Linked DNA regions of Zea mays: all the other regions are linked to region 1. A link is a contact called in public Hi-C data. All regions are on one chromosome and are shown on one strand. The core of a region is the stretch at or near the end of the contact, and the rest is flanking DNA. Distances in the headings are between cores, read along the strand shown.

The links. A called contact is a pair of places that touch in the nucleus more often than the background predicts.
Region 2: a Hi-C map of tassel shows a contact between it and region 1, with 3 times the contacts expected there. The contact joins the promoter of LOC103637796 here to the promoter of LOC100275233 in region 1. A contact is called at or near these places in 2 of 25 Hi-C or Micro-C datasets (leaf and tassel).
Region 3: a Hi-C map of tassel shows a contact between it and region 1, with 4 times the contacts expected there. The contact joins the promoter of LOC103637786 here to the promoter of LOC100275233 in region 1.

The regions. Positions count from the first base shown.
Region 1 is chr9:2,748,485-2,752,774 of Zm-B73-REFERENCE-NAM-5.0, forward strand. LOC100275233 reads left to right here and starts at 2,076. Exons shown (of 13, transcript NM_001350149.1): 1 at 2,076-2,260; 2 at 2,377-2,457; 3 at 2,567-2,769; 4 at 3,600-3,778; 5 at 4,202-4,280. The coding sequence starts at 2,131.
Region 2 is chr9:3,141,152-3,145,441 of Zm-B73-REFERENCE-NAM-5.0, forward strand. It overlaps LOC103637796 (dynamin-2A), which reads left to right and starts at 2,332. Exons shown (of 22, transcript XR_004852518.1): 1 at 2,332-2,674; 2 at 2,800-2,850; 3 at 2,957-3,077; 4 at 3,190-3,294; 5 at 3,697-3,758; 6 at 4,079-4,196; 7 at 4,282-4,290.
Region 3 is chr9:2,477,976-2,482,265 of Zm-B73-REFERENCE-NAM-5.0, forward strand. LOC103637786 (U-box domain-containing protein 21) reads right to left here and starts at 2,383. Exons shown (of 1, transcript XM_008660839.4): 1 at 1-2,383. The coding sequence starts at 1,349.

The DNA of each region.
Region 1 (4,290 bases), core at 826-3,325:
GCGGTGGTGGATTGAAGGGCTGTGGCTGTAGAGTGTAGGTTAGCGTTTTGCTTCATCAGGTTTGTGGTTCCTAGTGTAAACTAAAAAATGTTGACTGTGGCCTATAGTGGTTATGAACTGATTTGCTAGCCCTTATTATTCTGCTGCAACTCATAACAGCTTTTATGGGTTGCGTGCCATGAAGGAGCTCGTCTTTGCTCAACCTAGCAATGTCATCCCTTGGTAGTTGACGCGTGGATCTAGTACTGATGTAGCTGCCAATAACTAAATTGTTCATTTCAGCTTGTATATTGATGTGTGTTAATCTGTACCTTGATTTCTCCTGTTGACGAGCAGCTGATGGCACCAGTTCTCAATATACCTGGCGGCGTGCATACACAACAAGGTTCTTTTTTGGCCTAGTTTTCAATTTTAACTCTTTGTTTAGAGGAATTGTTGGAGTACACATCATAATCCACTTCTAAAACTGTTTAGCCTGCTCCCGGTAATCATTTTTTTGAGGCAATGACATTCTTTTGGAGCTGCTCTTAGAAAGGGTTGATATGAAAATTGGGCCAAATGGTAGTGCCACATGGCCCCACACGTCAACAAGTGAAGAGGGAAAATAGTAGGAGATATTTTAGTCTATAAAAACACAGCGGTCTATATGTGGATACTTTTTTTTTATAATATTCTACACGTGGACATTAGCATGCCTGATAAACAATCTCATCATAGTTTAAACTAACTACAAACTAAGTGCCTCTTTAAATAAGGGACTAACAATTAGTCTATATTTTGAAATACTAATTAGAAAGGCTAAACATAGGCTAATTCTAGACTAATAAGAGCTAATGATGGTTATTTGATGGTTACAATCTACTAGCTAAGTGGCCATGCGTTGCTACGATATCTATATATTATATGGATAGAACTTGTTTAAATGAAATAGTTTGTTTAAACATGTTCTAAAATTTTACAACAATTTAACAATTTATGCTATATTTCAACTGGTCGGTGTGTCTGATCTCAACATATTTACCACGTAAAATGTATAAATATATTTCATTTGTCAAGTGAGAAATCATAATTTTAATTCCCCATCATCTTTCGTGACGTGGCTTGGATGACACCAAACACTAGCCCTTGTTCTGTCCTGTCACCATCAGAGTAAGCAGCCAAAAGTCCCGAGTGACCTATGAAGATGGTGACGACGGTTGTCCTTCTCACATCCTCGTGACTTCAGGCCTTACACTCGTGGGAGGCGGTGGCACCATGAGGGTGCTCGTGTGGCCACCCATCCCCTCAACCAAACAACTACAATCTCAAATCGAACCCAATTAATCTCAAATTTACCAAATTAAAGACCCATGTAACTCAATCGATGACCTGACATGACATGCATGAGTCATCGTCTTGCTTGTGTTGTTGTCTACATGTACGAGAGCATCATTGTTGTACGCATATACATATCCAAATGGAATGGACTTGCTCGGCGGCATGTCGTCCGACACAACTGAGCATGGTCTGACCCATTGTCCATCAAGCCCGTGCCAGCTTGGTCCGATCACTGTGTCATGCTTGGACCTTATGTGCGACACGATGGGCTAGGCCCGATACAACCTAGTTTTATTTTCTCCATTTCTTTAATAAAATTATCTATATTATGGCTTGATTGTAGAATATAAAACACAAAGCATATGTGCTATGTTGACTAAATGGTTGTGAATATGTATTTAGAGCCAACAAATATGATTTATTTAAACACATGGGCTTTTATAGCCCGTCGGGTGGTGGGACGCCCACATAAAGCGAGAGGTGCATGATACGGGTGATGTACTGATGTATGAACAAACTCCTGCGTGTAGAGATTTTCTTGTATTAGCCTATTTTAGTTTTTTTTTGTAAACTGGGTCAATTTTAGTTTGGGAACGACATATTTTTCACTTGTGTGCTTTGGAAACACCAGTGGAATTGGTGGGCTTTGGAAACATCAGTGAATTGGTGGGCTGGGCTCGCGGCCTCGTGTGGACAAGCCACCAGGCAGCCCAGCCACACGCCTTCTCGATAACCCCCGAGAGCAAGCGAACCAAAACCACAAACAGCAAGGGCGCTGCGCGCTAGCAGAGGCGCTGAGCTGAGCTCTCAGCCATGGAAGTGGTCGATCTCTCCCCCACGTCCCGCCCCCTCTCACCGCTCCTCTCCACCGCACCCGCCCGCCGCCTCCGCCTCCTCCCTCCCCGCTGCGTCGTCGGCCTGCGCGCCTCTCCCCGGACCCGAGGTACCTTCCTCCTCATCCGTCTGGCGAGACGCTTACCCGTTCGAATTCATCCGTTCGTGCTGTCGATTTCTGAGGTGGCCCTGACTTGTAACGTGGGGCGTATGATGTTGTGGCAGGACTCGGCTGCGTTGGAGGTAGTCTCAGCAGAAGGCATTCTTTTTGTAAGAACGGATTCTTCGCAACAAGCAGTTCGTCAGGTTTAGATACTCAGTGTTATACTGTTTGTTTTTTATTAATCGATAATAACTAGTATGCAATTGGAGCTTCAGTAAGGTTTTGTGATGCATTTTTTTTTGCAACCTGCAGCCTCAGTAGAACCCGCTACCCAGGAATTGGGAACAGCGGATGCAGTGGAGTGGAGTGGGGATGCCATACGTCGGCGTTTCCTTGAATTTTATGCAGCCCGTGGCCACAAGATCCTTCCGAGCTCGTCGCTTGTGCCTGGCGACCCAACTGTGTTCCTTACCATAGCGGGAATGCTTCAGTTCAAGCCTATATTCCTCGGCAAGGTGCGACATGCATTGTGTTAGTGAAGGCTTGTGTGCTTGTGAAATGCGGCACCACATGAGACCTAAGGGCATGTACAACCTGAGACTTGGTTCGGTTTTTAAAATACAAGAGACAACTAAGAGACTGCATAATACAACTGAGACTCTGGGATACTAAATGTAGCTAAGAGACAACATGTACAAAGAGTCATGAAGAGCCGTTCTCTTGTATTTTTTTCACTTAGCCACTTAGAAACCTCTTAAGAGACCCCATATTTTTTTCACTTATGATTTATGAACTCCGCTTTGCATGTGGTCAATAAAATTGGAAATGTTGCACAAAATGGCTAAGTATCAATGCGATCGCCTACAGGGACATCTGATTTTTGGGGTTGGGTACACGAGGACGAGGGCTTGTTTGGGAATTTTCTGGAATATGAACTAATAATCCTTAGACATCAAAATATGTCACTGACCCATCTACTCCTGGTTCAAAGTTGCCCCACTTATTTTTTTCTAGGAAATGGTTAATTGATAACTATCTATTCTTGCCTTTCTTTTATGACACGTACAAGTTATTTGCAAAAATTTAAAAGTTGAAACTTCACGGTTGCAAGTGCATTTCTAATTATTTATACACAATCAGTTACTAGAATCAGTAGAATAAGCCATTGAGCATGATCCTATATTTTCTTTTGTACATCTGTAACGATAATAATATACCACCTATGATCAATTTCAATGCAGTCGTGACATTCAGACTCGAACTAAGATTCTGACCTCGACTGGAACAGGCACTGTTTCCTGTTTCATTTTACTTCATTCCAGGTCTTTTGTGTTGCTACTTACAGGAACCTAGGCGTGTGCCACGCGCCACTACCTCTCAGAAGTGCATACGGACAAACGACATTGAAAACGTGGGTCGCACTGCTCGACATCAGACCTTCTTTGAAATGCTTGGGAATTTCAGTTTTGGTGATTACTTCAAGAAGGAAGCAACCACATGGGCATGGGAGCTGGCAACCAAGGAGTATGGAAATTTCCTTTATTCTCCATGGAGCATGACCTCCATATTGGTGAATTATAAACTGTCCATCTGAAAACTTTACCATGTTCTGCGCACTGTCATAGGGATGTCATTCAAATTTGTATGCCTCTACAATCTCAGACTCTCAGTGTTGTCCTATCGCATTGTCATGTCAGGTTTAGTTATCTTACGTTGCTCTTCTTTTACCTGGAAAGATAAAACTAACATTTTAGCCATGAATGTGTGATTTATTTAGAACATGGCCAGATGATTACTAATGTTGTAGTTCTGTTTGATTTGTATCAGTGCTAATAAATTACCTGTCGGGCTTATGTTTCCAGCCATTCAGAAAACTTTTGTACCCATCGGTATTTAGTTCTTTCATTTTACAAGGTTTGATATATATTTTTCATTCTCTTTCTTTAGGTATGGATTGCCTGCAGAAAGGTTGTGGATTAGTGTTTTTGAAGATGACAATGAAGCATTCAACATCTGGCACAATGAGGTCAGCTATC
Region 2 (4,290 bases), core at 1,082-3,581, 390 kb after region 1:
TGTGGTTTGTGCACCCGCTATCGATGATCCAGCTTGAGCCCCTGGATGCATAAACCTACAAAACAAGTTTAGTTCTTGACTTTAGGTACCCAAACGGTTTTGGGTCCTTTGGCATTAGAAACAAGAACTTTGGGTACCCAAACACAAGTTTTGGAGCCCTTGTGTTTGCCCGCAACAAACTTGGCAACTACCTTGCCGAATTTGTTAGTTAAAACATATGATGCATCAAAAGTTTTGAATGAAATGTTATGATCATTTGATGCACTAGGAGTTTTTCTTTTAGGCAACTTAGCACGGGTTGGTTGCCTAGAACTAGATGTCTCACCCTTATACATAAAAGCATGATTTGGGCCAGAGTGAGACTTCCTAGAGTGAATTCTCCTAATTTTGCTCTCGGGATAACCGGCAGGGCACAAAATGTAACCCTCGTTATCCTGAGGCATGGGAGCCTTGCCCTTTACAAAATTAGACAATCTTTTAGGAGGGGCATTAAGTTTGACATTGTCTCCCCTTTGGAAGCCAATGCCATCCTTGATGCCAGGGCGTCTCCCATTATAAAGCATACTACGAGCAAATTTAAATTTTTCATTCTTTAAGTTATGCTCGGCAATTTTAGCATCTAATTTTGCTATATGATCATTTTGTTGTTTAATTAAAGACATGTGATCATGAATAGCATTAATATCAACATCTCTACATCTAGTACAAATAGATACATGCTCAACGATAGATGTAGAGGGTTTGCAAGATTTTAATTCTACAACCTTAGCATGTAATATATCGTTTTCACTTCTAAGGTTAGAAATAGTAGCATTGCAAACATCAAAATCTTTAGCCTTAGCAAGCAATTTCTCATCTTCAACTTTAAGGCTAGCAAGGGTAATGTTCAATTCTTTGATTTTAGCAAGCAAATCATCATTGTCATTTCTATGATTGGGAATTGAAACATTACAAGCATTTGAATCAACCTTAGCAATTAATTTAGCATTTTCATTTCTAAGGTTGTTAATAGTTTCATGGCAAGTGCTTAGCTCACTAAATAGTTTTTCACATTTTTCTACTTCAAGAGCATAAGCATTTTTAACCTTAACATGCTTCTTATTTTCTTTAATTAGGAAGTCCTCTTGGGAATCCAAAAGGTCATCCTTCTCATGAATGGCACTAATTAATTTATTTAACTTTTCCTTTTGTTCTATGTTAAGATTGGCAAAAAGGGTACGCAAATTATCTTCCTCATCACTAGCATTATCATCACTAGAAGATTCATATTTAGTGGAGGATTTTGATTTAACCTTCTTCCTTTTGCCGTCCTTTGCCATGAGGCACTTGTGGCCGACGTTGGGGAAGAGAAGTCCCTTGGTGACGGCGATGTTGACGGCGTCCTCGTCAGAGGAGGAGTCGGTGGAGCTCTCGTCCGAGTCCCACTCCCAGCAAACATGGGCATCACCGCCTTTCTTCTTGAGGTACCTCTTCTTTTCTCTTCTCTTGCCCTTCTTATCGTCGCCCCTGTCACTGTCACTGGATAGTGGACATTTAGCAATAAAATGACCGGGCTTACCACATTTGTAGCAAACTTTCTTGGAGCGGGACTTGTAGTCTTTCCCCCTCCTTTGCTTGAGTATTTGATGGAAGCTCTTGATGATGAGCGCCATCTCCTCGTTGTCGAGCTTGGAAGCGTCGATGGGTTGTCTACTTGATGTAGACTCCTCCTTCTTCTCCTCCGTCGCCTTGAATGCGACCGGTTGTGCTTCGGGTGTGGAGGAGGTGCCTTGCTCGATGATTTTCTTTGAGCCTTTAATCATTAGCTCAAAGCTCACAAATTTTCCTATGACTTTCTCGGGAGACATTAGCTTATATCTAGGATCACCTCGAATTAATTAAACTTGTGTAGGGTTAAGAAATACGAGGGATCTAAGAATAACCTTGACCATCTCATGGTCATCCCATTTTTCGCTCCCGAGGTTGCGCACTTGGTTCACCAAGGTCTTCAAGCGGTTGTACATGGCTTGTAGATCCTCCCCTTGGTGAAGCATGAAGCGACCGAGCTCCCCCTCGATCGTTTCCCGCTTGGTGATCTTTGTCACCTCGTCTCCTTCGTGCGCGGTCTTGAGTACGTCCCAAATTTCCTTCGCACTTTTTAACCTTTGCACCTTATTATACTCCTCTCGACTTAGAGAGGCGAGCAGTATAGTAGTGGCTTGAGAGTTAAAGTGGTGAATTTAGGCCACCTCGTCCGAGTCATAGTCTTCATCCCCTTAACTTAATTAGTTTTATCTAAATTATAATTATTAAAATGGAATTCAATTCCAACGAAACAAACGGGTCCTTAGTGATTTCTTGTAGTTGCTCTGAGTCTCTCTCGTCTGTCGCCCAAATCCATTTTCCACGTCTCTTCCATCCCATCCCCGTGACGCCGTCTAGATTTCAAATCCGCGTCAAGCCAGGGCAGAGCTCAGGGCTCGGTCTCCCCCTTCGCCGCCAGTTGCCGCAGCCTCCAACCCCTCGAGATCCGCCGCGTGTGAGACCGCCGACCATGGAGGCCATGGAGGAGCTGTCAGAGCTCGCCGAGTCGATGCGCCAGGCGGCGTCGCTCCTCGCCGACGACGACCCCTCCGACGCCGCCGCGCCGCGCCGGCCCACCACCTTCCTCAACGCCGTCGCCCTCGGCAACGTCGTGAGTATCGGTTCTCCGCCGCCCCCACCACACGAGACCCATCGCGATCTGCTCCTGCCGCTAGCGTGCTGCACTGCTGCTCGTGTCACCCGGTCTGATCTGTTCTGATCCGTTTGTTCGTGCAGAGCTCTGGCAAGTCGGCCGTGCTAAACAGCCTCATCGGTCACCCGGTTTTGGTGAGCTCCTACCTCCTAGCGGAGCAGCTTAGTTGCCTTTCCTCTCTCTGCCCTTGTGGCGCCGTGTTTTTTTACTGGATTTGGATGGTGTTGGTGCGCGGTGCAGCCGACGGGGGAGAACGGGGCGACGCGGGCGCCAATAGTGGTTGACCTGCAGAGGGATCCGGGGCTCAGCAGCAAGTCCATCGTGCTGCAGATCGACAGCAAGTCGCAGCAGGTTTCCGCAAGTGAGTTGGATGTCGTGGCCGTGCTTCCTGCATCTATTGACGAGTTCTGGAAGCTTGGGACTGAGCCTGATCTTGATCTTGAAATTTCCTGGTTCGTTTTGCTGTGCTGCAGGTGCCCTCCGGCATTCACTGCAGGACAGACTCAGCAAGGGGACGTCTGGTGGATCAGGGAGGGGCCGTGCTGATGAGATTTACCTCAAGCTGCGGACGAGTACAGGTTTGTTTGTGCTGCGAGTAGTATAACCATTTAAGCAACCGTGTAGCTGTTTTTCTTTCCATTTCACTAGCATTGTACAGAACATGGTGTTGAATATATGGTCACACTTTTGGTGATGGTGTAAGGTTTGAACAATGACATGCTTAAATTAAACAATGATGAAATAACAGTTAGGCTGGAATATGTATGCTTGTGACACTGTATGCTTTGTGTTGGCACATTGCACTGTGGAGCAATATAATCATTTGCGAGTACATCTTTCTATCTATGTCTTATATGTTCTAAAAATGGTGAACCCCACACATAATTTCTGTACTTAGTCTTCTTTGTTAGTTTGCCTTTTTTTATTTTGTTGTGCTGCTTTATGAAATCCTCACAGTACTTTTCCTGCTTCTTGTTCAGCTCCCTCATTAAAGCTGATTGATTTACCTGGGATAGACCAGCGAGCTGTTGATGATTCCATGGTAGGTATTTGAATTATTCCTAAAATATTTTTCCTGTATAGATGCTTATAGATTAGGTAGAGTGCTGATTAACTGGTTGTGCAGTAATATCCAGTATCCACAATGAACTTTCATCAGACCATTGAATTGTGAAAGACAAGCTACACTTTTTATCTTGGGACCACTAGAACATAGCTTTCATTTCTCTGTAGCTTGTTTCATTTTATTTGATAGCTTCTGAATTGTCCTTGGCACATTTGCTTATGGAGATCACATCTAGTTCTTTTAAGGCCATCAACTTCCTTACTCTCTAGCAGAGTGCTGATTGTTTCTTACTTTAGATCAATGAGTATGCTGGGCACAATGATGCAATACTGCTCGTTGTCATACCGGCAATGCAAGCTGCTGATGTTGCATCATCTCGAGCTCTGAGGTTGGCCAAGGATATCGATTCAGATGGTCTGTGTCTTATTTGAAAATATTATTGGTATTGCATTGTCATTTATTGTAGTCACTGATGTATTTTAATTCACTGTAACTGTAGGGACAAGAA
Region 3 (4,290 bases), core at 1,133-3,632, 270 kb before region 1:
AAATCCGTGGCCATGTCGGACACGCGGAACATCTTCTTGACGAGCACGGGCACGGCCAGCGCGTGCGCGCGCGCGGCCGCGAGGCCGGCGTCGGCGCACAGCACACCGTCCAGCGCGGCCAGCGCCTTCTCGCTCGTGCCCTTGTCGGCGTCGACGAGGGCCTCCACGAGAACCGACACCGCGCCGCACTCCGCGAGGCGCGCCGCCGCGCGGTCGGAGGCGGCGGCGAGGTAGTAGGCCGTGACGAGCGCGGCCTTGGTGGCCTGCGTGGAGACGGGGTTCCGGACGAGGTCGACGAGCGCGTCGCACATGCCCGGGGTCCTCAGGACGGCCTCGAGGGTGTGCGCGTCTGCCGACGACGCGACCTCGCGGAGCACGACGGCGGCGCCGGCCCGCGCTGGGAGCTCGCCGTGGGACATGGCGGAGACGAGGGACTTGAGCGACGCCGGGGAGGCAATGCAGCGGCGGGCCTCGTCGTCGAGCGGGAAGAACACGGTGAGCGCGGCCAGGACGTCGCCCAGCGCGCCGGCGCGCTCGCCGGCGAGGCGCCCGAACGCGGCGGCCAGCGCGCGCGCGGCACCGGCCGCCACGAGGGAGCGCCGGTTGCGGTCGCTCTCCTTGCCTAGCGCCCTGGCCCTGGCCGCGGCCGCACCGCACGCGGCCGCGTCCCCGCGCCTCGCGGCGGCCGACACCGTGGCCACCGCTTCGGCGGCGGCGGCGTCACTGAGCGGCACCTTGGGCGTGCGCACCAGCTCGACGCCGCTGGCGCGGTTGGCGACGCACCAGTCCTGGATCATCCGGCGCGTGGCGTGGTTGGGGACCAGGTCGGCGAGCCGCAGGGGCCGTCCCGTGACGGGGCACCTGGCGTTCCCGCGCGCCAGCCAGCCCTCCACGCTCTCCCGGTCGTACGTGATCCCGGTGGGCGCCGTCACCGGGTCCCGCATCAGGTCCAGAGAGATCGGGCACACGAACTGCGCCGGCACCGCCACCTCCTCCGCTGCGGCGGCGGCCTGCTTGCTGCTCCGCCTCAGCATGGGTATCTCGGGCACCAGCCTGGACGCGGCCCTCGCTGCGCGGGACATGGCCAGAACCATTGTTTTCGGCCGGTAGAAGCGTGCTCTGGTTGATGCTGTGTCGGCTGCCGCAACTTGCCGAGAACGTTGAGCCGATGAAAGTGAGTCCTTTGTGCTGAGCTGACCGTGAAGGGGAGCGGAGAGAGATAGTGCGATGAGGCAAATGGGGGAGGAGAGAGGATATATAGGTTGCGGGCCTTGCGGGGAGGGAGAGGCGGAGAGCGAAAGGCAAGAAGACCTGTGCGTGTGCGGCGTGTGGCGGATGCCGAATGGCATTGTTTTCTGCTTTGCAGACTGGGTCGCGGAGTTTGAACATTGACCGTTGAACGCTGGAGTTGAACGAGGGGCGCGCGGCGTGGACGAGGACGATGACGATGACGATGATGGCGACCCGCGTTCGCTCGCGTACGCGGGCCGCCGACGAAGCGGGGGAAACGTTAGGGATTCCTCGTGTTCCCTCTTTTTCTTGCTTCAGTTCATCATAGAATCGGATCTTCGCGGCGTTTTTTTGTGTTCCTTTTGGCGGGGTCCGGGCGCCAGAAAGATTTGGAAACTAGTTAGATTAGATGGACAGTACTACGTAAGGCAACACTAGAATAATCAGTGACGTGCATTAGTAGTTCAACAACTTGCTGTCATCTCAAGGATTAGTTTTGAAGGAAATAATCAGGAGTGTGCCATAGTAGTACAGTTAGCAAGACGTATGTACGAAAGTCTTTGCAATAAATTGTATTTCCTTCGTTTCAAGTTGTAAGACATTTTAGCATAAAAATATGTGGTCTTACTATATACATAGAATACATATATTAATATATTACTGTGAGCAGATGAGCTATATAGCTCCCAGCAGTGGGAAACTTATGGTGTGTTTGGTTTGTGGAGTCACCCTATGCTTAATAAGGTGATGCATCATAAGTTCATTTTATTAATTTTGGTAGAATCAATACACTTCTCATGTATATAATAATTATTAGCTTATGTTGAATGTGGTGGTGATGGATCAACTTATTCTATTCCACAAACCAAATAAAAAAATAAGGAGTAAGAAGAAGATAGATCAATTCATTCCTCAAACCAAACACACCCTTAAGGTTGTGAATTTGATCTTGGCCATGCTATAGGACACAATGATACCATAGCACGTCGGCGCTCTTAGGTCATGTATAATCCCATTTAATTTAATATAGGGTTTTTGAAGGGAGCCCGTCATCACCGACAACTGGGGTGGACTCTTCGAGGGCGATGACGCTGCCAACACCGAGATCATCGACGACGGAGCTGTTCGATGAGGCGCAGAAGGTGACCAGCAACGCGTGCGTGCGCGCTCCTCCATCACACGGGAAACCTCCGCCGCCTGTTCTACCTCAACAGGCTCCACCGCAACTCTGAGGACGTGCAGACAGGCTACGCCGCGCAGCTCACACGCTCCCTCCACGTTCGCACCGGCTTCGTGCTCCCCTACGCAGTAGCCGAGGCCGCGTACCAGGCCTACGGGTACCGCGCTGCTGCCACCGCCGTCGCCGCGTACTCATGGTGGTGGGCCATTGCAGCCTGCGCTGTCGAGGTTGAAAGGGAAATGTGCCCTTGGGTCATTTCTAGTATATTTTTGTAACACCCGGATTTTAGGGGTCCAAAACCCGGGCGCTAACATAAACACCAGGTATGCTGGGACCAAGTCTCACACATATGATGTAAAGTGGCACAGGATCGAATGTCACATCTTTATATATAACAGGAGTTCTATACAAAATAAATAATTACATTATAAGGAGACAACGGTCCAGCAACCCAAAGTTGACTGGGAGACGACGGCCTAGACCACTCACGAACTCATCACAGCATCCTCCACGCGCCTCATCCTGTGGTACCTGCTCCTGACCTGTGGGGGGGGTGTGAGACAGCAAGAGTGAGCTCACATACGTTCATCGCTCAGCAAGTTGTGGGGAATAATGTGTATGAACTCGCCAAAGGTGGGAGCTCATGTGAAGTGTAAGGCTTACCAAAGAGGATGGCTGAAGCTGAGCATTGCTTTTAAAGTTGGTCAAATTTTTATTAGCCATTACTAAGTATAAGTAAATACCAACCCAATTAAATAGTAGAACAGAAGTAACAACATCACCTGCGATGCAATGCATATGACAAATTGAATTTAAGTTCCATAGATTAATCATGTGAGTGTCCGAGCCGCTCATGACCGTGAGCACGGCTAGTATACCAGTTTTACACTCTGCAGAGGTTGCGCATCTTTACCCACAAGTCATGTTACCCATCTGCCAAGGGATCGCGACTTCCCATACACCTCTACCGAGGAGGCGAGGCAGGGTAACACTACGAGGCCTTTACAAAGTTCCACTAGCTTCAGAAAACCCGCTACAGTTTATAGGAAGCTCCAATGCAGGAATCCCTTGCAGGACCGCCATCACAGCAAAATCCTCCCGAGGGCCTCCCCAGGAATCCCTTGCAGGACCGCCATCACAGCAAAATCCTCCCGAGGGCCTTCCCAGGAATCCCTTGCAGGACCGCCATCACAGCAAAATCCTCCCGAGGGCCTCCCTACACTGACCACTCCCCTACTGCCCTTGCCCCTTTCGGGTAAGGTAGTCTTCCACTAGCTTTCCTAATAAATCGGCCAAGGGCGTCCCATTAAACCCTTGTGGTAGCACTGTTTTCCCGGGTGGTTCTCCATGTTCCAATTAACATAATGATCTTATCATGAACAGTGATAATAAACAGATAATAAAAGTGTGATCATGAATAATGTATCTTCATACCCAAACCACATAAAGCACTAGCAAGTACTACCCAAAAAGTTCAGTGGTAAACAAGGTATAAAGATAGACAAACTAGGGTAACCTATTGGGTCCCATCAAAATTAACCTATGCAGATCATTATGATTAATCAGAACATGGCTGGGTAAAAAGAAGTGATCAAGGGCACAACTTGCCTGGCACTTGAGATTCCAGGTACCAACTTGCTCTTCAGGTGACACGTGTCCTCACGCTAGTCGTAGCAATACAAACAAGTAGTGTATAGGCAAAATTAACATCACACCAAACATAAGAACAAACTGCGTAATAACGATCTACGCGATACTACGAGATCGTAGAAACAAGAACCACTAAATTCGGAGCTACGGATATTGAGTTATGAATTTCCGAAATCAATTAGCACCTAGAATAGATTAATTCAATTGAGCAATTTTAATTCAAGTTTCAT